4 separate regions of the Mus musculus genome follow, and all the other regions are linked to region 1. Evidence: chromatin contacts called from public Hi-C, HiChIP or PLAC-seq and promoter capture Hi-C data. All regions are on one chromosome and are shown on one strand. The core of a region is the stretch at or near the end of the contact, and the rest is flanking DNA. Distances in the headings are between cores, read along the strand shown.

Region 1 (2,695 bases), core at 82-2,581:
TCTAAGGCTCCTGTCAGAGCCCACCTAGAAGCAGGCTCCTAGTGATACTTTGTTTCCAAGGCAGAAGTGGCCCATGAGTGGCCCCAGAGCAGAGGTGCCCCAGGCAGTGCAGCTCCCTGGTGGGTTGGTAGAGGGACCTCAGCTTAAGGAACTGCCCTGCCACTCACCCAGGTGACAGCCTGTAGCAGTGCATGGAGACCCCTTTAGGCTCAGGGCTGCTCGAGCTCTGACTCTAACCCTGCTCCTTCCTAGCACAGCTCTGCACATCCATCTCTCTCTCTTGCTGAATGCACATATGTGCACACATGTCAGCATGTGCATGCTCACTCCCCCACTTCTCACCTGCCAACATCCTGGCCTCTGGCCGTGGCACTGGTGCCAGTACTTTGAAAGATGGGGTGCAGCCTACACACTTACCTGTCTCAGACTCACATGTACTATCATCTGATGTACTCTGATTGGCTAGTTTGGGTTCATTTTTACTGTATATTTATAGTAATAAAATCATGCAGCAATATTCTATGTGTGCCTTTGTTCTGGCACAGCACTATGTAGGCAGCAGCATTGTTGGCTTTTGGTGTAGTGACAGGACACTAGAGTGGTTTCTGGCAGAACTCCTGACAGGTTTTGTTGCTGCCTTCATTTGCTTGTGTGAGAGGGGCAGTGAGTGCCCCCTCCAAACATAGACAATGGTTTATTGCTATTTTGTTGCTTGCTGTGTCTGAAACTGGACTTGGAATTTGGCTCACCTCCACTGGGCAATTGATGAATCTTAGCCTCTAGGTGGGCAGGTGGTCCTAGTTCTTATACCCATCCCAACTCCTGTGATGTTTACTGAACATTAATCAATGTGCCAGAGAGGGGCAAAGCATAAGTAAGGCTTAGGTCCCCTGTCACTTGAGCTGGAGTCACTTAGACATTTAAGTTTTTTAAGGCATGATTTCATAGGCAGTGGAGCCACAAGCTCTGGGTGAAGCTCAGGGGAAAACCAGCCCCCTCATGGATGAGGTGGATATTGAGACTTCAGATGCCCTCTCAGGGATGTTCGGGACTGGAGACTGACACGTCTTGATAATCAGTGTACCTACCTGCTTAGGACAACCTGGTCTCCGTGCGGTGCGTCTTGGTAGCTGTAGTTTTCTGGTGGTTGTGGGGTCTCCTCTGCAACTTGGAGGGTGGCGAACTACATAACTCCACCCCCACCCCACCCCGCCTCCGCCAGGGTCTTTCCTGGGTTCAACCCCAGAAGCACAGGACTGGTGGAGGCGGGCTTTATGCACGTGGAAGCACGAGGATTGGGTCTGGTGTTGTGGGCGGGGTCGCGCATGCTCGTTTGGGCAGTGGGCCTGGAGCACATCAAGATGTCGACCACGACGGTTCCGGAGCTGAAACAGATCAGTCGGGAGGAAGCAATGCGCTTGGGGCCCGGCTGGAGTCATTCATGCCACGCCATGCTATACGCCGCCAACCCCGGGCAGCTTTTCGGACGTATCCCCATGCGTTTCTCAGTGCTGGTGAGGAGCTGGGCGGGCAAGCAGGGCGGATACAGGCTTGGGACGCCCAGTGGACCCCACGTCCTGACCAAGCTTACCTTGCAGATGCAGATGCGCTTCGACGGGCTGCTAGGCTTTCCCGGGGGTTTCGTGGACCGGCGCTTCTGGTCGCTGGAGGATGGCTTGAATCGGGTGCTGGGCCTGGGCCTGGGCGGCCTACGCCTTACCGAAGCTGATTACCTGAGTTCACACCTGACTGAGGGTCCACACCGTGTGGTGGCACATCTGTACGCACGGCAGCTGACATTGGAACAACTGCATGCTGTGGAGATCAGCGCTGTGCACTCACGGGACCACGGTCTGGAGGTGGGGCTACTGCCTGGGGCCCGCCCCCATTCCCACTCCTGAGGTTTGGCTCTGGCACCACAGAAGGCACCTTGGGTAACAAGTACCCCTCAGGGTCCTCACCCTGGCTATGCTGGGTGGGAAAAGGGACTTGGGATCTGGATCATGGGCTGTTTTCATTTGCCTTGTCTGCCATTGTCAATCCTGGGAGTGGGGCTTGGGGTCACTGGAAGGGATGAACAGGGCCTGCTTGGGAAATTGAGACCAAAAAGACCGGGTTGCATGCAGTGTTTGGGATTATCTCCTGAGAGGAAATTGGGGGATTTGTAGATTCTGTGGTCTAAGGGGCATGGAGTGAAACCAGGGATCATGGGGGTTGCTGCCAGACAGGGTGGGGAGTGCATAGGATTGACCTTGGAACTTGGAGAGAAGGCACTTTACTGCCACCAGCCTGGCCTGGCCAGACCCTGCCTGGGTCTCCCCTGTTTCTTTGGCAAACTGGTGGCTGACAGGCATCTCTGCCAGGGTCCTGCCTCTACAAGAAGAGCCCAGCCCCACTCATGCCCTCTGTCCCACAGGTCCTGGGCCTTGTACGGGTCCCACTGTACACACAGAAGGATCGAGTAGGCGGCTTTCCTAACTTTCTGAGCAACGCCTTCGTCAGCACTGCCAAATATCAACTTCTATTTGCCCTTAAGGTACTCAACATGATGCCCTCGGAAAAGCTGGCCGAGGCCTTGGCCTCAGCAACAGAGAAGCAGAAGAAGGCTCTAGAAAAGCTGCTCCCGCCCTCATCCTGAGGTGCTTCTTGTGCAGGTCCCTGCCCTCCCTTGGCTGTCTCTGCCCACAGGCCCTGG
Region 2 (2,695 bases), core at 56-2,555, 240 kb before region 1:
AGCTCTTGTCCCTTTTGTGAGATTGGTTTCTCACCTGTTGCCTGACAAACACACATAACATGTGCACCCCAACCTGTGAGCATCTGCTTAGCAGTGATGACAGTTTAAACAACTCAGGGTTTCAGAGAGAAGCTCAAAGGACCAGCATTAGCACAAGGTACCCCAAGAAAGGGAAGGGAATAAGGGTGAGGGGCATGGATAGAGGCAGACATGTCATAGGCAAATGACTGTCTATAAAGGTAAAGGGGACCCCCCCCCCGTGTTAGGATGAGGTGTTTAATTTTGATTGCTGTACTCCAATTCTTTGATAGTTGAACCTTGGTGGTCAGCGTCAGGAGGAGGAAGTGGCCAAATAAGGGAATAGGCCTTGATGGCTAGCTTTAGGAATGTGATCTAACAGTTTTGCAAGGAAGAGAGAATAGTGAAGGGTAAGGCCTGCCAGAGCCACACTTGCCATGTGTAGGCTGGCTAGAGCCCTTTTCTGAAACGTTGACTTGGCCATCAGTTCCTCACCACTGGCTCAGTGCGTGCCTCTGCGCGAGTCAGACATGTATGTGCTTATGTGCTTTCAAGGGCTGCCTGGAGGAAGTGCTCGGCCACTAACTGTTGTTGGTTCACAGGAGGCTGAGCAGTAGGCAGCAGAACCTGATCCTGAGCTATGCCGAGGATGAGACTGACGTGGAGGGGACGGTTAATGGAGTCACCCACACAAGCACTGGTAAGGTACCTGGGACTGACATGGCGGTGTGAGGGACCTCTGAGTCTCTATTGACAGACATTTCAGAACTTGAGTTTTCATAGGCCCCCAAAAGTCATTGGAAGAGGGGACTCGTGGGTATACAGCCATCTCTCATGGGTGCGTCTCCTATTCACTGCATCCATATATTTAAGAAAGCCCAGGAGCACTTGCTGCCCGGCAGCTGTGCCTAAAAGTTGTTTCCTGAGTTCTAGCCTTGGTTCTGCCACTTGCCCTGTGACTTTGGGCAATTACCTCCAAGAATTCTTTGTAATAGTTTAAGGGGGAGATGAATTGAACAGAGCTATAGACACTTTACTAGGAGTCCAAAGTAAACAGTGCTGACAACAGTATAAAGATACTACCTCCCACTTGATGAACAGATTTGTTGCCTAGGCTCAGATGTCATGAACTCAGACACAAGTGGTTGATGTGTGGGCTGGAGCTTTCCTGTGCCCCTGAGGCTGTTTCTCAGGTGAAGCTTCTGTTGATTGATATAGGTCAGGACAGGTCAGGACAGGACAGGACAGGTCAGGACAGGTCAGGACAGGCTGTGCCCAGCTGCACGTGTTTCTACCTCATTGCATCATTTTGTTTTTGTGGGAACCTGAACAGAGTCCTCAGATCTGGAGTGGCCTTATATTAGTGTGTGGTGGTTTATAGCCAGTATTCAGAGCTAGGGCAGCTTTTCCAGCAGATTAGAGGGAGGATTTGGAGTTCTCAGAGGGAAGAGACAGTAGTGGAAGTGGAAATCCCAGCAGCCTTCCCTGGAAGTTTTGTTGAGCTCCTGTTAAGAACAAGAGCCCTGTTTATAGCTTGACCAAACACCAAATGATATTTATTTTAGTGTTTAGATGCATAATGCATAAACTTTTCTCTTTGTTTTTCACTCATGTTTGCTTGTTTGAGATGGTCTTGGTGGCATGTAACATGAGATCCTACTGCTTAGGCTTCTGAGAGCTGGGATTCAGGCTTGGTCCACCATACCAGTTCTTGTGTTCTCTTTTAAGCTAAATAGGAAGTGGGACAAGTTATTCCATAGAACTCTGATTGTGTGCCTATAACTTCATGACAAGTCCCCAAGGTTTCATAATACACGAGATTTGCTCTGTACACAGGAGCTCCTGTTCTGCAGGGCAGGGCGCAGATGGGGACAGGAACAGTCCATCCTTTTTAGAATGTCCTTACTATTTTCTTCCATTAACCTCTGTTGTCATTGTTTTCAAAATCGCATCTCTTTGGGAGTTTGACTCCCAGATTTGATTTTGTAAAGCAGCTCAGTTGATAAAGTGCTAACCTAAAATCCCTGAGGTCTCAAAACCAAAAACCAATGGGCTTTTTGATAATCTTGCAGAGATGGGTTGGGGAGAGGGTCATGAGGCTCCCTCCTTCCCTCCCTCCAGCACCTCCTGCTGGCTGTATCTAATTCTACTCCATAGCATGTGTTCTCTGGAATGCTAACTGACAGGGGACTCCACGATGCAGTCTGTTAGGTCATTGACCATGTGTAGGACTTTTCTGCATTGAGAACATTTGGGCATCACCAATGTTCCTGTAAGCAACCCCTCATCCATGTCTGCAAGTAAACCCAAAAAACACATTGGTTCCCTCAAGCTGGACATAGTTGGAACTGCTTTCCTGTGTCTGTGCCCATCTGGGGTGAGTAGACATTGTTCACATCCATCTCCCTGGGGTAGTTGATGCAGCATCTAGATGCAGGACAGACAGCAGGAGCACAGCTCACTCTGAGTGGGCACACGGAAAGGAGTGCTGTAAGCAACGCGCTCAGTGAGGCCGGTGCTATTGGGAGCTGCAGAGGTGACTCAGAGACATCGCTGCTCTTACAGAGGACCTGGATTTGGTTTCTGACACCCACTTGGAGGCTTAGAACCATTTCTAACTCAAATTCCAGGGAATTCAATGACTTATTATGGTCTTCTCCATGGGCACCAGGCAAGC
Region 3 (2,695 bases), core at 117-2,616, 210 kb before region 1:
ACAACAACAACAACAACAACAACAACAACACAGAAAAGAAGGCTCTGAGGAGAGCTTACATAAACTACTTTCTTGTAACTCTGTCCCAATAAAATCCAACACCCTGGTCCTGCTCATGCAGAAACTGCCTTCATACTTTGGTCATCAATTAGATTATCTAGGCTGCTTCCAGAACTTGTTGTTTTTTTTGTGAATAGTGTTGAGTAGGAAAAGATTCTGCAAATTTGGTTAAAGCTTCTAGTGTGGAAATCTTCCTAGCTTGTGGGTGCATCGTGCACCTGAATAATAGAGAGGTAGAAAGAGAACATTTGTTGGGTTGGGGAGACATAACTCTGCAAAAGTAAGGAACTTTTCTATGTCCTCCTTGCTTAATGACACGGAGACCTTTATATTTATTATAAAGGTGAGGCGCAGAGCCAGGCAGACTCTAAGCTATTCTAACCAAGTATGCTGGCCTACTTCCCAGCCATGTGGACCTTTCCTGCCTTCTCAGGCTTGCTCTGGCTCCTCCTCCTTCATTCCTGTTCGGATTCCTGTCTCCCTTCTCTCCCACCTGAGATGCTCTCTCTGTCTCTGGCCTCAGAAGTCCTGCCATATCCTCTCCTGCCCAGCCATAGGCTATTAAGCTCTTTATTTAACCAATCAGGAGGTGATAGAGAATAATATTTTATAAAATACTGAGTCATACTAAAGTCGAGACTGGAGCTGGACCTCTGGGTACAGGAATCAGACAGAATACAGAGTGCACAGAAATGTCCCTCAGCATAACTCAGTAAGAGAGCTTACTCAAAATCTAGAATTCCATCTCCAGCACAAAACCAAACCAAAACTTTAATAGTTAAAAAAGTAATTAAGTGCTGGGCAGTGAGTGGTGGTGCATGCATTTAATAACCCCAGCACTTGGGAGGCAGAGGCAGGCGAATTTCTAAGTTCGAGGCCAGCCTGGTCTACAGAGTGAGTTCCAGGACAGCCAGGGCTATACAGAGAAACCCTGTCTCGAAACACCCCGCCCCCCCAAAAAGAATCTATTAATTCTTCCCCAACAAGTTACATTCCCAACCCTTTTGTGTTTTTGTTTGAGCACTGACAAATGCTCACACTGTAGCCCAGGTTGCTCTTGAATTCTCCAGGTTGCTCTTGAATTCTCCAGCCTCAACCCCACCCCTGTCCCCCACCGAGTGCTGGGATTCCAGGCTTGAGCCCCCACTCTCGATCAACAAGCAGTTGGCTTTGGCTGACACGCTTCCTTCCTCTCCGGTTAACATTACTACTCCCCACTCCCGAAGCTTTCTCAGAAGGCAGTGTCGGCTCGCCCAAGAGCCTCCCGCTAGCTGCCGTGCGCCTGGGGGCGTGGCCTGGTGACTCCGCCCCTCGCTGCGTGCGCACGTCCTACCGTCCTGGCGCTCGCCCTCTCGGCTGCGAAGGTACAGAGAGAGTCGCAGACGCGGAGACTGACTGACCTGCGGAGCCACTGACGGTGAGTGGTCCGCTCTGTGCCCCGTCCTCCCCTCCCGGGTCCTTGCATGGCGGCGGCCTTCTTCGAAGCTCTGCTCCGCTGTCCCCCCGCGACTCGTCCTCAGCCTGAGGGGACGTCGGGCGGGGGGTGGCCGGAAGCGGGCTGAGGCGGGCGAGCGAGCGAGCGGGAGACTGGGGGTCGGAGAGGGGCCACCGAGCGGGCCTTGAGCGTCAAATGAGCCCGAAACCGCGGACGTCGCGCTCTAGACGGCTTTGAGCTCCATCCCCAAGAGTCCTCTGGTGTTCCCGTGGGGCATAGCCCCTCCCAGCGTCACGAATGCTCTTGAGGTGACTCCGGGGTCGAAGTTAGTGCAGCAGCGCAGCACATGAGCCTACCTGAGGTCCCGGAGGAGCCCGGGGCGTGGCGGCCTTGTTGGCCAGCCTTCAGTGGCTCCCCTCGGTGGCAAGATCCCTTAGAATCCCTGTGGGGACTTGATGAGTGACCTGTGGTTCTGAGTGCAAGACTGGGAGGACTCAGTCGTAGATGTAGCCGGTTGGTCTGGCCCAGGAGGTCACCTGTCACCACCAAAGCACAGAGCTCCAGGTGACTTAATTGCTCTGTAAGAACTGCCTGGACCGCCTTGCACACTGCTTGCACAAGGACTGTCTTGTGTCATGCCGTTTAAATTGGTTCTGAAGGACCAGTTGTGGCCTGTGTTCAATTGTGGGCACCGCAAACTCAACTAGAGAAGGGAGTGTTCCCGAAAGACAGAAATATCATATACTGTCCAGTTGAGGGAGAGCGCTTGCTCTCCAGTCCTTTCTAAATCCTTGAGTGTTTTACTACCTATAAAGTGAGAATATTAAGAGACTCGTGAAGTAAATCCACGAACATTCCACAGGCGAGATAACAGCACTGAAGATCTTAGTTATGCATAGACATCCTGTGATTTTTTCAGAAGTGGATTAGAGATTAGAAATGGTTTTGTTTAAGTGGTCATACTGGCCTTAAACAGTCTAGTCATGTAGAAGGTTTTGTGCGTTCCTATTTCTGGTATAGTGCTTCAGTTTATAATAGTTATTATAAATGTCATTTAATACATAATTATTAAGAAAGTTTTTTTTGGCGGTGCAGTTTGAACAAGATGAGCATGTATTTTACTACTGAGCCCACAACCCTACCCAGTGTTTTGTGTTTTGAGAAGGAAATCTTGCCATGTAGTGTGCACTAACTGAATTT
Region 4 (2,695 bases), core at 66-2,565, 130 kb after region 1:
CAAGTAAGTTTTAATAAGTTGCTTGCTTATCCAAGGCCACTCAACTACTCCTTTACAGAAGTAATTGGAAGTGATTTAAAGGTAATTGGAAGTACTAGTCCAGAGTTCAGAGGAGAAGGGTCAGGACTTAGATTTGAGGGATCTGCTGAGATGTAGAAGCCTGAGCATCAGGAGTTAAAGGTCAGTATCAGCTTTTGAACTCTGTTTCTGGTGGGCAGGGTATAAAGGACCTAGTAGAATAAGCAAGTGGAACCAGGAGGACCCAGAGATTGCAATTACAAGAAGGCAGAAGAGTAAAGATTTATATATCTTTATCAGAGAGTCACCTTGTTGTCCCCATTTTGTATAAAGTTTGATTTCAGAAACTATATTTTGCCTTAATTTCCAGGTCAGCATCTTTTTGTTCAGGCCAGTGATTCCCAACCCTCTTTGCTCATTAGAATCACCATGTGGCATGTTGAGAGAGATCTGATATTTGGGCTACTTGTCAAGAACATACATTCTTCAGTTCCAACTCCCAAGATTATGTTTTGATTGGCCTGGGGTAGGGAAACCTGCCTAGGAACTTCCATGTGCAGCTAAGAGTGAGAACTACCAGGATTAGTCTTTGCTGTGGTCACTTCAGGGATCTCTAGACTTGTTCTTCAAGTTGTCATCTTTAGTATCACATATGATTTCAGGAGTCTGAGTGTGGGATACTGTACAGATTTTCAAAGGATCTCCTTTAAGTGCTGAAGCTACACAGTCATTTTTTTTTTCCTAATAGGCTTCTCTCTGGGTACTGAGTATGACTGTAGTGCACAGTATTTTTATTACTTTTCATTATTTTTTGATACATAAAAGTCTTTAAATTAGCAGGTCTTACTTAACCTATAGGTTGCAACTCTTTCATAGAGTCACCTAAAACCATAGATATTTGCATTGTGATTCATAGCAGTAGCAAAATTACAGTTACAAAGTAGCAATAGAAATAGTTTTATGGTTGGGGATCATCACAACATGAGTAATTGTGTTAAGAGGTTGCAGCATTAGGAAGGTTGAGAACTCCTGCTTTAAATCTGAGAGGTTTGCTGAAGATCTTACTTGTTTTTCTACCATTGACAGCATAGAAATCGCAATTTACAGGGTGGTTGGTAAGGGCCTGCACACAGAAGCTAGACAGCTGGCTGAGTTGGTCTCTAGCCAGATGTCTCAGGATCACTTCTTTTTCCATGATTAATATGGTTCCAAGAAACTCAGCCCACAGATGCTGCGTCAGCTTTGGGATGACCTTATCTGGGGCTGGGAAATAGGAAGATAGCAGAGTGTTTTGTTGGCAGGTGCTCTTTGGGAGCGATGACTCTGTGCCTGCTGGTGAATGTGAGGGATGCATGGGAAAGGGCACTAATACATTGCTGTCACTGTCTCCTGTGAATCAGGCTGCCAGAGCTGCTGAGGGAGAGAGCAAACAGAAATTCTTCACTCAAGATATTAATGGCATCCTGCTGGAGTGAGTACCATCTGTTTGTTTGTCTCTGTTCTCCTATTTAAAATGAAACAGGGACATTGCATCTATCTCCATAAATGATAGAACTTACAAATCTTCAGCAACGGACATTATTAAAATGATATAGTACATGTATTGTCATAGTTGGAAGAGGATTTCTTGACAAGTATGCGATGAAAAAAGAGAATGCAGAAGAATGAATGACAACCTGGTGACCTCAGGTCTGCTGGGAGTTAGGTGCCTTTCAGGGTTCCTCCTCGTTTTCACTTGTGCTGCCATTTCTCTTCATCCCGTCATGCTTTTCCCAGAGCCCCAAAAACCTGAGGTACTTGGTTGTCTGAACTAATTAATAAGGACAACAGCAAGCATACAAAGCTAAGCCATGTCAGGCCACAGCTTTGCAACCCCTTTCCTGGTTATATTAGGTAGCAGGAGCAGCTTGATGCTCAATAGCAGGGCTTTGCTTATGTAAGGACAGTTGTCAAGGCTTGGATGTTTCCACAAATGGCCTCTACTGAGTAGAATGTGGATGAACCTTTTGGCTCAGCACAGGGCCTCAAAGAGCACCTGTGAGAGTTTTGTGTCAATAAAGAGCCTGCTTGATTGTGTCATATAAAGAAAGCTCGGGCTTTTTCTGTTTGTTTGGCTGGCGTCACTAGAGAGTGAGGATTTTCCTGATCTCATGATCATGGATAGAATTAGTAACTGAAAATCAAAATGTGGAGAAGGCTGGAAAGATGCTCTAGTGCCTATAAGAACTTGACATTGCTCTCATAGAGGACCAGGTTTTGGTTCCTAGTACCTAGATGGTGGCTCACAACTGTCTTTAACAACCTGACTTTTTAACTTTAAGTCCAGGGGATCCAGTGTCCTCTTAAGGTTTCCATGGGCACCAGGCATTCACATGGGACAGACATACACATATAGGCAAAACACTTTGCATAAAACAAAAATAAACCTTCGAAATACTGTCAGGAAATATTTCCTGCCAACTCCAAGCATTTTGTTACTTTCACTTTTAAAACTTTCATATTTTCTTTGTTTATGAAATTTAATACTCCTATCTTTTTGTCTTTGGTTTTGTTTTCTTGACTACCTTTGACTTGGTCTTATCCATGACCTAAGAGCCTTGATTCTTTTTTCCTAGCCAAGTTCTTTCAGCTTGAGAGTTTTTCTTGTTGCTGATGGAGATTTTATCGCTGTGGCCAC

The links. Promoter capture Hi-C pulls out the DNA fragments that hold promoters and counts their contacts. A called contact is a pair of places that touch in the nucleus more often than the background predicts. HiChIP or PLAC-seq counts read pairs in DNA pulled down with a chosen protein or histone mark.
Region 2: a Hi-C map of embryonic stem cells shows a contact between it and region 1, with 1.6 times the contacts expected there. The contact joins the enhancer-like site here to the promoter of Nudt16l1 in region 1. A contact is called at or near these places in 4 of 39 promoter capture datasets (the C10 cell line, the SN4741 cell line, cranial neural crest and 1 more), 13 of 484 Hi-C or Micro-C datasets (B cells, the CH12 cell line, bone marrow-derived macrophages and 5 more), 9 of 115 datasets of contacts at active chromatin or transcription factors (the 230-238 cell line, bone marrow-derived macrophages, embryonic basal ganglia and 6 more) and 5 of 9 other capture datasets (adipose tissue, embryonic stem cells, liver and 2 more).
Region 3: a contact with region 1 is called in a FOXA1 HiChIP or PLAC-seq map of pancreatic cancer cells. The contact joins the promoter of Hmox2 here to the promoter of Nudt16l1 in region 1. A contact is called at or near these places in 19 of 39 promoter capture datasets (the 3T3-L1 cell line, 3T3-L1-derived adipocytes, the C10 cell line and 13 more), 4 of 484 Hi-C or Micro-C datasets (B cells, the HPC-7 cell line, embryonic stem cells and 1 more), 8 of 115 datasets of contacts at active chromatin or transcription factors (the SCID.adh cell line, bone marrow-derived macrophages, effector CD8 T cells and 5 more) and 3 of 9 other capture datasets (adipose tissue, liver and pancreatic islet).
Region 4: a promoter capture Hi-C map of hippocampal neurons shows a contact between it and region 1, with 2.0 times the contacts expected there. The contact joins the enhancer-like site here to the promoter of Nudt16l1 in region 1. A contact is called at or near these places in 13 of 39 promoter capture datasets (the 3T3-L1 cell line, 3T3-L1-derived adipocytes, the C10 cell line and 9 more), 3 of 115 datasets of contacts at active chromatin or transcription factors (embryonic stem cells and stem cell-derived neural progenitor cells) and 4 of 9 other capture datasets (adipose tissue, embryonic stem cells, liver and 1 more).

The regions. Positions count from the first base shown.
Region 1 is chr16:4,937,780-4,940,474 of GRCm38.p6, forward strand. Nudt16l1 (nudix (nucleoside diphosphate linked moiety X)-type motif 16-like 1) reads left to right here and starts at 1,332. Exons shown (of 3, transcript NM_025839.4): 1 at 1,332-1,514; 2 at 1,599-1,859; 3 at 2,417-2,695. The coding sequence starts at 1,362. The coding sequence ends at 2,638. Mgrn1 (mahogunin, ring finger 1) reads left to right here. Exons shown (of 17, transcript NM_029657.4): 17 at 1-517. Gm16861 (predicted gene, 16861) reads right to left here and starts at 1,806. Exons shown (of 3, transcript NR_037666.1): 1 at 1,592-1,806; 2 at 1,089-1,385.
Region 2 is chr16:4,701,591-4,704,285 of GRCm38.p6, forward strand. Dnaja3 (DnaJ heat shock protein family (Hsp40) member A3) reads left to right here. Exons shown (of 11, transcript NM_001135112.1): 10 at 621-718. Among named protein-coding and RNA genes, the nearest start is that of Nmral1, 16 kb to the right of the region's middle. Within about 2 kb of position 1,306, at least 14 of the 459 cell types and tissues checked have an H3K27ac peak or open chromatin away from gene starts, as enhancers often do. A contact at or near this core is called in embryonic stem cells and liver, where this site is marked.
Region 3 is chr16:4,724,995-4,727,689 of GRCm38.p6, forward strand. It overlaps Hmox2 (heme oxygenase 2), which reads left to right and starts at 1,367. Exons shown (of 6, transcript NM_001136066.2): 1 at 1,367-1,477.
Region 4 is chr16:5,069,231-5,071,925 of GRCm38.p6, forward strand. It overlaps Ubn1 (ubinuclein 1), which reads left to right. Exons shown (of 19, transcript NM_026666.4): 9 at 1,419-1,489. Among named protein-coding and RNA genes, the nearest start is that of Gm23483, 9.7 kb to the left of the region's middle. Within about 2 kb of position 1,316, at least 25 of the 459 cell types and tissues checked have an H3K27ac peak or open chromatin away from gene starts, as enhancers often do. A contact at or near this core is called in hippocampal neurons and pancreatic islet, where this site is marked.